Linked DNA regions of Mus musculus: all the other regions are linked to region 3. A link is a contact called in public HiChIP or PLAC-seq and promoter capture Hi-C data. All regions are on one chromosome and are shown on one strand. Each heading gives the region's core, a stretch centred on a gene start, on an enhancer-like site or on the middle of the called end of the contact. The rest is flanking DNA. Distances are from core to core; before and after follow the strand shown.

Evidence for each region. HiChIP or PLAC-seq counts read pairs in DNA pulled down with a chosen protein or histone mark. Capture Hi-C pulls out chosen DNA fragments and counts their contacts.
Region 1: a contact with region 3 is called in a FOXA1 HiChIP or PLAC-seq map of pancreatic cancer cells. The contact joins the promoter of Trmt44 here to the promoter of Hgfac in region 3. A contact is called at or near these places in 2 of 39 promoter capture datasets (the 3T3-L1 cell line and hippocampal neurons) and 1 of 115 datasets of contacts at active chromatin or transcription factors (pancreatic cancer cells).
Region 2: a contact with region 3 is called in a promoter capture Hi-C map of liver, with 2.5 times the contacts expected there. The contact joins the promoter of Cfap99 here to the promoter of Hgfac in region 3. A contact is called at or near these places in 2 of 39 promoter capture datasets (the C10 cell line and pre-B cells) and 2 of 9 other capture datasets (embryonic stem cells and liver).

The regions. Positions count from the first base shown.
Region 1 is chr5:35,573,275-35,577,151 of GRCm38.p6, forward strand. Trmt44 (tRNA methyltransferase 44) reads right to left here and starts at 1,796. Exons shown (of 11, transcript NM_030208.3): 1 at 1,285-1,796; 2 at 806-920. The coding sequence starts at 1,771.
Region 2 is chr5:34,287,246-34,291,465 of GRCm38.p6, forward strand. It overlaps Cfap99 (cilia and flagella associated protein 99), which reads left to right and starts at 1,420. Exons shown (of 16, transcript NM_001370805.1): 1 at 1,420-1,515. Zfyve28 (zinc finger, FYVE domain containing 28) reads right to left here and starts at 1,079. Exons shown (of 13, transcript NM_001015039.1): 1 at 854-1,079. The coding sequence starts at 892.
Region 3 is chr5:35,039,431-35,043,647 of GRCm38.p6, forward strand. Hgfac (hepatocyte growth factor activator) reads left to right here and starts at 2,079. Exons shown (of 14, transcript NM_019447.3): 1 at 2,079-2,280; 2 at 2,860-3,034; 3 at 3,136-3,232; 4 at 3,425-3,504; 5 at 4,130-4,217. The coding sequence starts at 2,167. It also overlaps a transcript of Rgs12 not described here.

The sequences.
Region 1 (3,877 bases), core at 546-3,045, 530 kb after region 3:
TGGTCTAGATAAAAAGTCCCCTAAAGGCTCCTATGTTGAAGGCTCAGTCCCCAATTCAGCTGAGTTTAAAAGTGGAACCTTGGGGAGGTGACTGGACCATGACAGGACCAACCTCATCAACAGGCTAACTCGTAGATACACTCAGCTTAAGGGACATTGGCGGTGGTGGGGACTTAGAGGGTGAGTGAGGTTTTGTTGGAGTAAGCAGGGAGTTGTGTTGGCGGTGGGCTTTTAAGGGCAGATTTTGTCCATGGTCCCTTATGCTCCTAGTTCCTCACTACAGGCCCCAAAACCAAAGAGGGAATGATCACAAACTAAAATATGATACCCGTTTAAAATTATACACATACATCTATATCTGTGTGTGTGTGTGTGTGTGTGTGTGTGTGTTTAAAAGACAGAGGACAGCTCACAGAACATGTGGGCTCTAGGGATCAAACTCAGCTTGTAAGATTTGAAACGAGCACCTTTATGCACAGTCATCTCACTGGCCCTCAAGCATCCTTAAGTTGACTCCCTTGGGTATTATGCAACAGAAAGCTGACTAACAGAGTACCCCAGCTAGTTGCTGTACACCCCTACCGGCATATGGAATATAGAGATCAAGGACTCTGGCTACATTGTGATCCCCAATCCAGTACCAGCGCCAGGAACCAGCAGAGTGGTGACTATAGTATACATCTGAGATCAGCCAACCAACACAAGACCTTGGCTCTTCTGTACCCCAGAATCTTCCAGTTGACTGCTGATAGGACATCCGGGATGGGCATCACATAGTGGTGCAACAGCAGCGTCCAGCTCTTACCATTCTCCTTCGTTGTGATGGAGATGGAGTTGATACACGTTGCTCGTTTTAACCTCCAAATTCCCCTCATTATCTTCTTCCAAGGGCAAAAAGGTGACACTCCCACTGGAGACATCTGAGGGGGAAAGACAAGGCTATCAGGTCATAACTGCTCTAAACGGATCCCTTGGAAGTAGAACTGAGCAGCGATGGACAGGAGAGTAATGCTTTCCAGTCCTTAGTGGCTGTCCAGCACTGGGGAGAGGGCTCTACACTTTGGACACACCATTATAGCTAGCACTTAGACAATACAAGGCCAGAGCTGGGTGGTGGGTGGTGTGGCGCTCCTTTAATCCCAGTACTTGGAAGGCTGAGGCGGGTGTATCTCTGTGAGTTCGAGGCCAGCCTGTTCTACATAGCGAATTCCAGGCCATATAAGGCCCTGTCTCAAAAAGCGAACGCTTTTCAGTCTGTTTGCGCTCTTCCCACTACTCTCCTACCTTGCACTACCAGTTCTTTCTTCGGCTCTGTGAGTGGGGAGTGCGGGCTCGCTTTCGGGATGACAGTCCTGAGAATCAGGTCGAGCTCCTGCGCGGCTTCAGGCTGAGGACCCAACGAGGGGCCACAGAGGAAGGCCAGCATTTCCGGATTGGCGTGGACGAGGCTTTGGGAGACTCGGTCCCATAGCGAGTTCAGGTCAGCCGCGGGAGCGGTGCCTTCGCGGCTCGCCCTAGGTCCCGACTCTGGCTCTCCTTTAGGAGAAGCCTGTCCGGGTTCCCTCTCCAGCCCGTGTCCCTGTCCCTGCCGCGGTCCACACTCCGCCTGGGCGTGGGACCGCAAAGTTCTCCCGCGGGCTTCCATGCGGGCGCCGCACAGCCTCTTGTTGGCCACCTGTGGCCTCTCCAGCCACACGGTCACGGCGGCCCAGAAGCCTGCAGGTAGCAGGGCATCAGGATCGCTTAGCCGCACTCTACCCAGCTCCTCCATGGCTGCGCGCTCGGCGCGTTGGGATGACGCGACCCGGAAGCGCATTGACTCACGGGAGTTAGAGCCTGGACCCGGAAGGCCATCCCTTTGTCCTTTTTGCTGGGCGGTAGCTTCGGAGCCGCTGGCGGAGCCTGGGACGCGGGAGGAGCAGAGTGTGGGCCGCAGTGGATACAGCCTCCTGGGGTCCTCAACGACTGAATGTACAACCCCTTCTCTGCTTGCTTTCTTGCTTGGAAATAAGAGCTCCCAAGCGGTACATCCGATTCGTGCCCCCTAAATGAAATTTTGCCCCCAGAGGTTCCACCTCTCACGACAAAGCTAATAATACTGAGAGGAGAGGAAGTTACTTGAGCAAACAAGACGTAACTGATACACTCAGCAGAAAGCCACACTTATATGAAGGATTCTACAAAGCTGGTTGGCTAACTACAACTTCATGATTGTAAAGAATTGGAATGCGGACCCAAAGCTAGCATTACCTTGGGCGATTATTTAGCTCCTTTATAGCCATGCATTGCCCACCTGTGTCTGACTCCAAATTCTTTGACTGGAATACATTAACTTGCCAGAAAGTAACCTCCTACCAACCCAAAAGATAAAGCTGGCATCAGAAAACATAAGAAACCTATAACACAGACGTTCTGAAAGTATAACAAAGTAAAAACAGAATTCTAGGCCTTTAGGCCCAGGCTTGGGAATGTGGCCTTTGTAAAGGTATGCTAATCATAAAACAGATAGCGACATTCCTCTACCCACCCGCTTCCTGGGTTCAAAGAGTGCTCATTCAAAGAAAGTCACCCTGACCATTGCCATATACAAATGTGCTTTTGTTAGGGGCTCTTAGAAACTGTTTTGAAAAATAACCCTCACAATTACCAGGTATTCCTCGTGACTCTTGTAACTTTGCACTTCCTTGTGACTCTTAACTGGTATTTTTGTTATTTTCCAACAATGCCCTTCCCACCTCCTTGAGTTGTGGTTTCTTCCTTTAAATACCCCCTTACTCAGCTACTCGGGGCGCCACGGTCCTCTACCCCTTCGTGGTGTATGACCGTGGGCCCGAGAGCGCTCTTGAATAAAAATCCTCTTGCATTTTGCAACAGGCCCGTTTCTTGTGGGTGATTTTGGGGTGTCGCCTCTCCTGAGTCAGAACGTGGGGGAGTCCTCACGTTGTGGGTCTTTCATTTCTTACTTTGTTACCTGAGGTCCGAAACAAAGTATTTGTTAAATCCTTTGGAATGTACAAACTATTAGCTTCCACCAACATGAAGGCTAAAAATGTCTCCAGCAATTTCCCCTCATTGTTCTAACCCACCTACCTGTTGGTACCCATCCTTGTATTTTAAAAATACTTACTTTATGGATTTTGTTACTATTAAAAAAACTGTCACCACGTATGAACATAGTTTTTAAACCATAGTCACTCATATTTGTCTCCAGACTAAGCTATCCCTCACTCCCTTTAAGGTCAAAGCTGTGTTTTTATATCAGCACAACAACCACATGCCTCTGCTCTAATGGTCCAAAGAGCCAAACACGCATCTTTGACCTCATCTCCCAACCTCTTGGCAACACCCATGTAGGCCAAAGTTTCACTTTGTTGCTGCTCCTGGGTTTCATTATGTCCCTTAGGGAACCAGGGGCACTTTACAGCAGCTAAACAACAACTATGGCTGCTTTGCTCAAGTAACGGGGACTGCACGGGTGGCCGAGGGAAGTTTGGAAGTAATAGAGGGGGTGGTGGGAGCTGGCGGTGAGTGGTAACAGAGAGTGACGGCAGCAGCTGCAACACCAGTGAGGACAGCAAAATGGAGCAGTAGCAAACAATAGCCGCGGCTGTGGTCATAGCAAGAGAGGCAGCCAGAGCAGAAATCATACAGTGGGGCTAAAGAGTGAGAGTAAGGAATTAAGGCTGACGGAGAGAAGGCTGTAAAGAGCTTGAAGAGTTCCACAGAGCTGTCAGGACTTGGGAGTCAAGGGGCTCAGACACACCACATGCAGGAACTGTTAACACTGGTGCAGTGTGAGGCTGTGGGGTTCTGACACTCTAACCCTATAGAAGAGCTGTAACACTTGTCACTGTAGGACTAAGGGTCCCATAACCTT
Region 2 (4,220 bases), core at 170-2,669, 750 kb before region 3:
GCGTCCTGGATCTTCGCTGGATCCTAGCTTTGCATCGCCCAGCTGCGAACAGAGCGCACCGGGTCCGGCTCCGGGCTGCCAGCCCCAGGCAGGCAGCGGGACGCAGCGCCCGCAGTGCGACTGGCACGGCTGCCGGGGCGCGCCGCCTGGACCCGAACTGGCTGGTGAATCGCACCTCCGGCCCACTGAAGCTTCAAGCTCCACGAGCCTCACCCCGCGACTGGGCAGAGGACTGGTCGGAGATCCAAAAGGGTGCAGGCGGCTACCGGAACAGGATAGAGATGAGAACTGGACCAAGATCCAATTACTCCGTTTTGGGATAGAGGACCAGACCGCGGCGTGAGGGACCTCTAAGATACGGGAAGAAAGAGTCTGACCAAAGCCTAAGGTTGGAGAAAGGGGAATGAAACGGTCGGTTCCCAAGTGCGAAGGGAGGGTGGGAGACCCACTATCCTAGGACAGAATAATTGTGTTGCGAAAAGATGAAGGAGCATCAGCGGTGAGGCTAGAGGGAACCAAGAGAAGTAGGGGCTCTGAGCACGCAGGCTGGGACCGCTGGGTGCGAGCTGGAGCCAGCCCATCTAGTATCCAGACGAGGAGAAACATGACAGTACACCCAGGCCCGAAAGAAAGAGCCCCGTCTGGTACTGGAAAAGAGCAGTCAATGCGCGCCAGGTACATGGTCTGTCCAAGTCGCGGAATGCAGGGAAAGGGCATCCCATGAACTGGAGAAAGAAATTCATACAGGGCCAAGGAAACGAGGTCTATCTATCAAGGAGGGACCTGCAGGATAAGGGATCTGGAGGGGGGAAAGCGCGACGCCGGGACATGGTCCGCAGCTGGAGCCGCTCACCTTGGGTTTGTACAGCCACTTTCGGAATCTGTTCATCATCGCCGCGCCGGCCCGAGCCACGCTCCGGGCGGCCCTCGCCCTCTGCAGCGCTGCGCCCGGGTCCGGCTGCGGCGCGGGGTGGACACGCAGGCAGGGCCGGGACCTGCTTGAGCAAGCAGATCGTGTGCGCGGCGCCTAGCGCCGAGCAGCTGGCTGCAGGTGCGCGGGGCAGGTGCGCGGCCGGAAGGATGCTCAGCAAGCGGCGCGCGGCCGACCCAAACCCGCGAGCGGGCGGGCGCGCGGAAAGGCGCGGGCACAGGGCGCGCGGTGCTTCACGGCTTAAGAGCACCCAGCGCCTCCGCCGGTCACGACCGCACATGCGCCGGAGGCGCCGCACGCCCCCGGCCCGCTGCAAGTGGTGGATGGGGCGAGCCCGGCGAGGCCGCCAATCCCCGCCCAACGCCACGCCGTACCCCACCCGGGACGCGCACCAAGGGAGGGAGGCTCAGGACTACAGGTCCCGGCGCCCACCGCGGGCAGGGCCTGCGCGGCGTTGCTAGGTGACGGCGCCCAAACGATGCCTAGGCGATCTGCGGGTACCGGAGCTGGCCAGTGAACGCTCCCGCCCGCGGCGCCTGGACAGACTACGAGGTTAAAGCCAAGGAAGGCCAAGAGGCCCGCAGGTAGGCAGGCAGGTTAAGGTGAGGGGCCGCCACAGGGAGCCAGGCACAGCCCATCCTCTTCTCCCTAACTCGTTTTCTCCAGTTCTCCAATCTTTGCCTATTTTCTGGCCTTAGCGAGCTACCTTTGCGCTTTTCTTCCCACCTCCAAAAATAAAAGTAGGGTGTTTTCCACCACCTCCAATCAATCTCTCTCTCTCCCTCCCTCTCCCTCCCTCCCTCCCTCCCTCCCTCCCTCCCTCTCTCCCTCTCTCCCTCTCTCCCTCTCTCTCTCTCTCTGTTAACAGGTGACCCAGATGACTACCTCTTAATACAGTGTGTGTACCCTAGCAGTTCCTGCATCTTCCCTTAGCCCCTCAGCCCTGGACCTGCTTTGTAGCTCCCTTCTTACTCCTTGGAAGCTGCTCTCCACCCATTTCTATGTAGTTCCAGGCAGCTACGTGGTTTTAAAAACATTTTTTCCCTCCAGCCTAAATGCTTGAATTCAGATGTTTGCCTGTTCTTCACTATTTGTACAACTAACAGATCACCTTAGAGTCAACATGTCCACAACTGTATACTCTCTCAGTCATAAAAACTGCTTGTGGGGCTGGGAAGATAGCTCAATCAGTGACGTGTTTGCCTAATTAGTGGAAGAAGGTTCAGCATGCCAGAACTCACTGGAAAAACAAAAACAAAAACAAAAACCCTAGGCATGGACTGGAGAGATAGCACGGTGATTAAGAGCAGTGGGTGCTCTTGGCAAGGCCCCAGATTCAGTCACCAGCACCTCCATGGCTGCTCACAACTTTCTGTAACTCCACCTCCAAATAATCAAACCCCTCTTCTGGACTTCATGGGCCCTGCATGCATGTGATGCACATACATACATGCAGGCAAATACACATAAACATAAGAAATAAATATATTTTTGTAAAAAAGGCCAGGCATTATGACATTTACAATCGCTGCACTTCAGAGGCTAAGAAGATGGACCCACGGGGTTCACTAGTCAATGTAGCCTATTGCCTAGTTGGTGAGCACCACAATAATGGGAAACTCTGCCCAAAACACAAGGTGGAGCTGGGCGTGGCGGCGCACGCCTTTAATCCCAGCACTTGGGAGGCAGAGGCAGGCAGATTTCTGAGTTTGAGGCCATCCTGGTCTACAAAGTGAGTTCCAGGACAGCCAGGGCTACACTACGGTCATTTTCTGGCCGCCCCATGGAAGTGCACACACTTACATATGCACCCATATATACACGCACATAAAAATAAGTAAAAAAATTTTAAAAGAAAACTAAAAGCAGCTCTTCCCAAAGCCATCATCTTCTCCAAGTGAAGACGTTGAGCAGACACATGAATTCATGTCCAGTAGTAAGTAGATTAATAAATTATCTGGTGTCTGTTCACCCTTGGCCAACTCCAAAGCCTGGGGCTATTACTGTGCAGAAGCTGTTTCTATGCTTCATATTGGAAGTTGTGCCCAAGATAAAGGCTGAGCCCAAGGAGGTAGGTATATCAGGATCAGGCTTAACTATAGGCAGAAAGATCCCAGCATGACAGATTTGTTCACATTCAAGAGATGTGTGCAGGGCTGGTGAGATGGCTCAGCGGGTAAGAGCACTGACTACTCTTTTGAAGGTTCTGAGTTCAAAACCCAACAACCACATGGTGGCTCACAACCACCCGTAATGAGATCTGATGCCCTCTTCTGGTGTGTCTGAAGTCAGCTACAGTGTACTTACATATAAATCTTTAAAAAAGAGAGAGAGATGTGTGCAGAGGTAATTCTGGACATGCAACAGGAACCAGCTTTCTGGCTACCATCCTTGACCTGTTTACTGAGGATTCAGGATGGCTGCACTGGTTCTAGCCATCGCCTCCTAAGCCCATGAACCTACTGGAAAAGAGAAGAAAGAGATGTCCTACACTTCAGGCTAATGCTCCCACAGTTTATTCTCTAGTACTTCTGAGAGATGGAAGAACTTGTACACACGACCATAGCCAGCTTTCAAGGAGGCTGAGAAATGTCACTGACCGGTTGGGTAACAATAGGCCCAAGTGAGAGTCAGGCTTTGTAGTTCAGGAGGGAAGAGAAAGCTGCAAGGAGTGGCTTCATAGCCTGTTGTAGAAATTTTTAATTCCAACCTGGGGTTTCTACACAGTCTTTGACCATTTAGTTCATGGATAAAAGACACAACCTTTATATTTACAATAAGCCTTAAACAGCACAACAGCTGAGCAGATACCTACCTTATATGCAATTAGAATCTACTTTCCTATTGATAACCCCAAATTATTACTTACTACTTACTATGTTTCATCTGGGCTGCTCTTAACTTCAATTGGCCAGCCCTCGAGGCCAGCTCATCTAAACCTATGGTGGCTTCTCCTTCCTCCTGCACCTTCTTCTTCTCATGGTTCTTCTCCAATCCCAAGCCCAGAAAATCTAAACCCCACCGATGTCTCTTCTGCTCAGCTATTAGCTATTGGCATCTTTATATACCAATCAGAAATAGCCTGGGGGCAGGGTCACTTAGGTCTATGTGCAGACTCCTGGTCTTTCCCCTCCCCCAACACTTAACATTGTGATACACAGTAAAAGACAAAACCTCAACAGTAGCCGCCACACTTAGCAGAGCAGCTTTAGTTGTGGGGAAAGAGGGTGCTTTCACTAACATATGTTTGATATGGCCTAAGCTGTTGAAGTGGATTGCATCTGATAGA
Region 3 (4,217 bases), core at 829-3,328:
CTCCCATGCTTATATGGATGTTTGAGGAGCTCATGACTCTGAGACGGCAGGAGCCTGGGAAGAGCCAAGAGCCACCTCGGCCCCAATAGGAAGCCAGGAGCCAAACTAGGAAGTGAGGGGACAACTTCATCCCAGGGGCTGGGTTAGACACCTCTATAGCAGCCCGCCTTGGTGTTCAGACTTTGCCCAATAAAATGCTTCTGAAGACCTGCCATGTACTGCATTGTGCTGAGTGCCGATGTCACATGCCATCCTCTTGGAGCCCTTACCCCTGCAGATGGCCCTAGGAAGAAAGACTTCCAGAGAGGAAATGGTTCCTGGACAAGGGTGGCTGCACAGAGATAGCTTGGTGCTTGGGAGCTAAAGGATGGGATCGCCTCCCATCCTCAGATGTATGGGCTCTATGACCATCTTGGATACTGAGGCCAGCCACACCCCAACATTGTCCATTCATATTGTCCCTTGCAGATGACCTGGGGTTTTTGGACATCTGTGTCTTCTGTCTTCTCTGAGGTTGGCCATTGGTGAGGGTGGGGCTTGGTTGAGATTTATGGTGAGGTCACTGTGGTCTCATCCCTGCCCACTGTACCCACTGTGCCCAGTGGAGCCTTCCTGCCACTGGCCCTGCCCCTCTCCCTAGTCTCACTCAGGTGACCCAGGGGGCTTCTAGAGAGGGGACATCTGAACTAAAACCTGACTGTAGATAAGTTCTATAGGGAGGCAAGAGCCAGTGTGTCTGAGGCTGAGACCAGAGTGAATCTGGCTATAGAATGAGAAGTCCTGATATGGCAGGACATCAGTGAGAAGCAGGAGGGGAAGGACCACAGGGTGGTGCTGGGCTGAGCCTGTAAGACACACTGTCACAAGCCCAGGATGCCTGAGCAGAGGCCCCAACACTGATGGCCCAACTGCCAAGCTGCTAATCTTACATCTCTCCCTGGAATTGAAGATGGACTGGCTGAAAGGTTTCTCAGAGAGCGTCTTCTCTGAGGCACCTCATCATGCACATCCCAGCAGCAACATTTCCCAACACCCGCAATGTCCTAGCACTCATAGCATCTGCCTGGTACCCACTGTGCGCCAGCACCACTGTTTCCTCAGTACCACAATGCTCAGACACCACTGTATACCCGCACTTGGCCATGAACCACCATGCCTTTGGTACCCATCATGCCCCACCATGCTTCTAGCACCTACTTTGGCAAGCTTGGGTGCTGTTTGGCCATTGGTGAGGGCGGGGCTTGGTTGAGATTTATGGTGGGGGTCACTGTGATCTCATTCCTGCCCACTGTACCCACTGTGCCCAGTGGAGCCTTCCTGCCACTGGCCCTGTCCCCCTCCCTCAGGAATTGGAGAGATCCCAAGAAGACAGCTAGAGCTATGGGTATGAGGTGGCCACTCCAGTTTGCCTAGGGCCCCCAGTGCCTGCCTGGAGCCACAGGGAAGCTCTGTGTATAGCCTGCCCAACTGAAGGCATGCAGGCTATGCCCACAGGTAACCAGACTGGGAAAGCTTACTGGGGGGCTGCTGGTACCCAGGCTGTCTGGTAAGGATAGAATTCTGGGGGTCCTGAGTACCCCAGGCTTAGGACAAGTAGACAAACCAGCAAAGAGAGTTACTGTTCTCAGGCACTGGTCACAGCACTTGGTCCAGGGAGCAACCCTTACCTCTCTTGAGTTGTTATGTGGCAATGGGTAGAGGGGGTACCCTCCACCCTGTGTTGACATCTGTGGATTGGGGACTGTATCACCCCCACCATGAGTCAGTAGCTGGCTGGGAAGAACTGGAACCCCCAGGTTCCTGCATGCAGCAGGTCCTGTAAAGGGCTCATAGACAGGAGTGGCCAGCAATATGGCCAGCACCTGTGCCTGGGAGGCCTGGCTCTGACCTGCCCAAGTCACACTGGAAGACTTCCTGGAAGAGGCTGAGACTTGAAGGTTGTGTTGGGCCGAGGAGCAGTTGTAGCCTTTGCCAGAGAACAACAGCTGCCCCAGCAGAGCAGGCAGAGCTGTGGCAGCAGGGTGGAGCTATGGCTGTGGAGGAGCCTAACAGGATGCAGTGGGTGGCAGGGTTAATCATTATCATGTAGCCTTGACCCCACCTGCCCTGGCCACGTTCCCTGGCTACTCTGTTCCTGCTACACCTCACGCCAGCTCAGGAGGAGCCATGGGGCGACAGGCCTGGATCTCTAGCCTCTGTCCCTTACCCAGGCCATGTCCCTTCCTGCTGCTCCTGCTGCTGCTGGTGGTGCCTCGGGGGGCCCAGCCCCAGGCTGGCAGGGTGAGCACTGCCCCTCTCCCTTGCATGTGGCCAAGGGTTCTCTATGCACACTCGGTTCCTGGGAAGAGAGAGGTCAGAAAGAGGGCCCCAGAGTGAGCTAGGGACCCAGTGTGGTGGCATAGTGGAGTGGAAGTTGTCATTTTGCACTGAGATATGGGGTGCTGGGCTAGGCTGGTCTGTAGTGCTTGGGCCTGAACTTGTTAGGATCCTCTTGTTGCCACTGTGTGGCCCAGGCCCCGTGAGTGAGTGGGGGGGGGGGGTCCTGGGGCTTCTGCTGCATTCCAGTGTTTGAGATGGGGTGTAGGAGACCTCAGAGTGCTTCAGCTGTTCCTGTCCACCCCAGGACTGCCCCCCAGGACTGAATCTCAAGGACCAGGGTGACCTGGGGCCCTGTGACTCTTAAGTTAGCACATTGGATCACTCAGATTCAGAAGGAAAGGCCAGAGGAGGTCTTGGGGACACCCACTGCCTCTTGGACCTGCCCTAAGGAGTCTCAGGTCTCTGGTGTATCCGACTGGTGGAGTCCAAGTGTGAAGGACTATTCCACACTGACACCTTTGTGGCCCCTTGGGCTCCTAGAACCACACAGAGCCCCCAGGACCTAACGTTACAGCCACCCCCGTGACCCCCACGATCCCTGTGATCTCTGGGAATGTCAGCACCTCAACAGAAAGTGCTCCAGCAGCAGAGACTGAGGGACCCCAAAGTGAGAGGTACCCTCCTCCCTCCAGCAGCAGCCCCCCTGGGGGCCAAGGTAGGTGAGACACTGTAACAGGAAGGCAGCTAAAGAGGTGTGGGGCCTGGGTAGGGGTGGAGTACCCAGTGGGATGCCTGATCCCTGACACCCCTCCACAGTGCTCACCGAGTCTGGGCAGCCGTGCAGGTTCCCTTTCCGCTACGGTGGCCGCATGCTGCACTCCTGTACCTCTGAGGGAAGTGCCTACAGGAAGTGGTGAGTCCCAGAGTGGGGTAGCGGCTGAGGAACCTACACAGGTTCCCACTGTGGACCCTCATGAACCCTGAAGCTAGTAGGTCTTGATGCCCAGCAGGTACATTTAGTGAACAGGGGCTCCAGGGTGCCCAGGCAGAGATGGGTGGGGCTCTGGGCAGGGACTCAGTTTTATCCTCTGACTCGACCCTCCAGGTGCGCTACAACACACAACTATGACCGAGACCGGGCCTGGGGCTACTGTGCAGAGGTGACCCTGCCTGTGGAAGGTCCAGGTAGATATGTGAAAGGGCCAGCCTGAGCCCCCAGGAAAGGCTTTGACAGGGTGCTTGGGTTAGGAGTATAGGGGTCAGTGTGCAGGGTGAGGATACTAGTGACCTGGGCAAGGATTCTGCATGGAGTTTGGGGGGGGGGTGTCTCTGAGTTTGATCTTCTTGAGTTCAGAGATATCTAGGGGCAAAATTGCTGCCAGCCCAGAGGGCAGCAGAGGGTGCTTCTCCCAGACAGGACCTAGCCTTCCTAGACCCTGGATGGCTTTGCTGATCATTGGTGATACCAGGGCTCCCTCTTGTGGTGAGATCTATCCATGTAGCCATACATAGTCCCTTGAACAGGCCCTGAGTCCAAAAGAGCAAGCCATGAAACCTGTGGGTGTGCCATGAGAGGGATCCCCGTTGCCTGGCAGAGCATGTATAGAGAGATGTGTAGAGCAGAGTGCAGAACCATGGGATACCTTCTCCAGTCCTGGTGAGGGGGGGTCACTGGGAGGTGGGAACTTGCTCACTCAACAACCCAGAGAAGATAGATAGCGTTCACAGAGAGCCTTGGCAGGCAAGAGGGTATGGAGGGGCTCCAAAGACTCTTGTCATAGCCATCATATCCCCTCCTGTGTGTACCCAGCTATCCTTGACCCTTGTGCCTCTGGGCCCTGCCTCAATGGGGGCACATGTTCCAGTACACATGACCATGGGTCCTACCACTGCTCTTG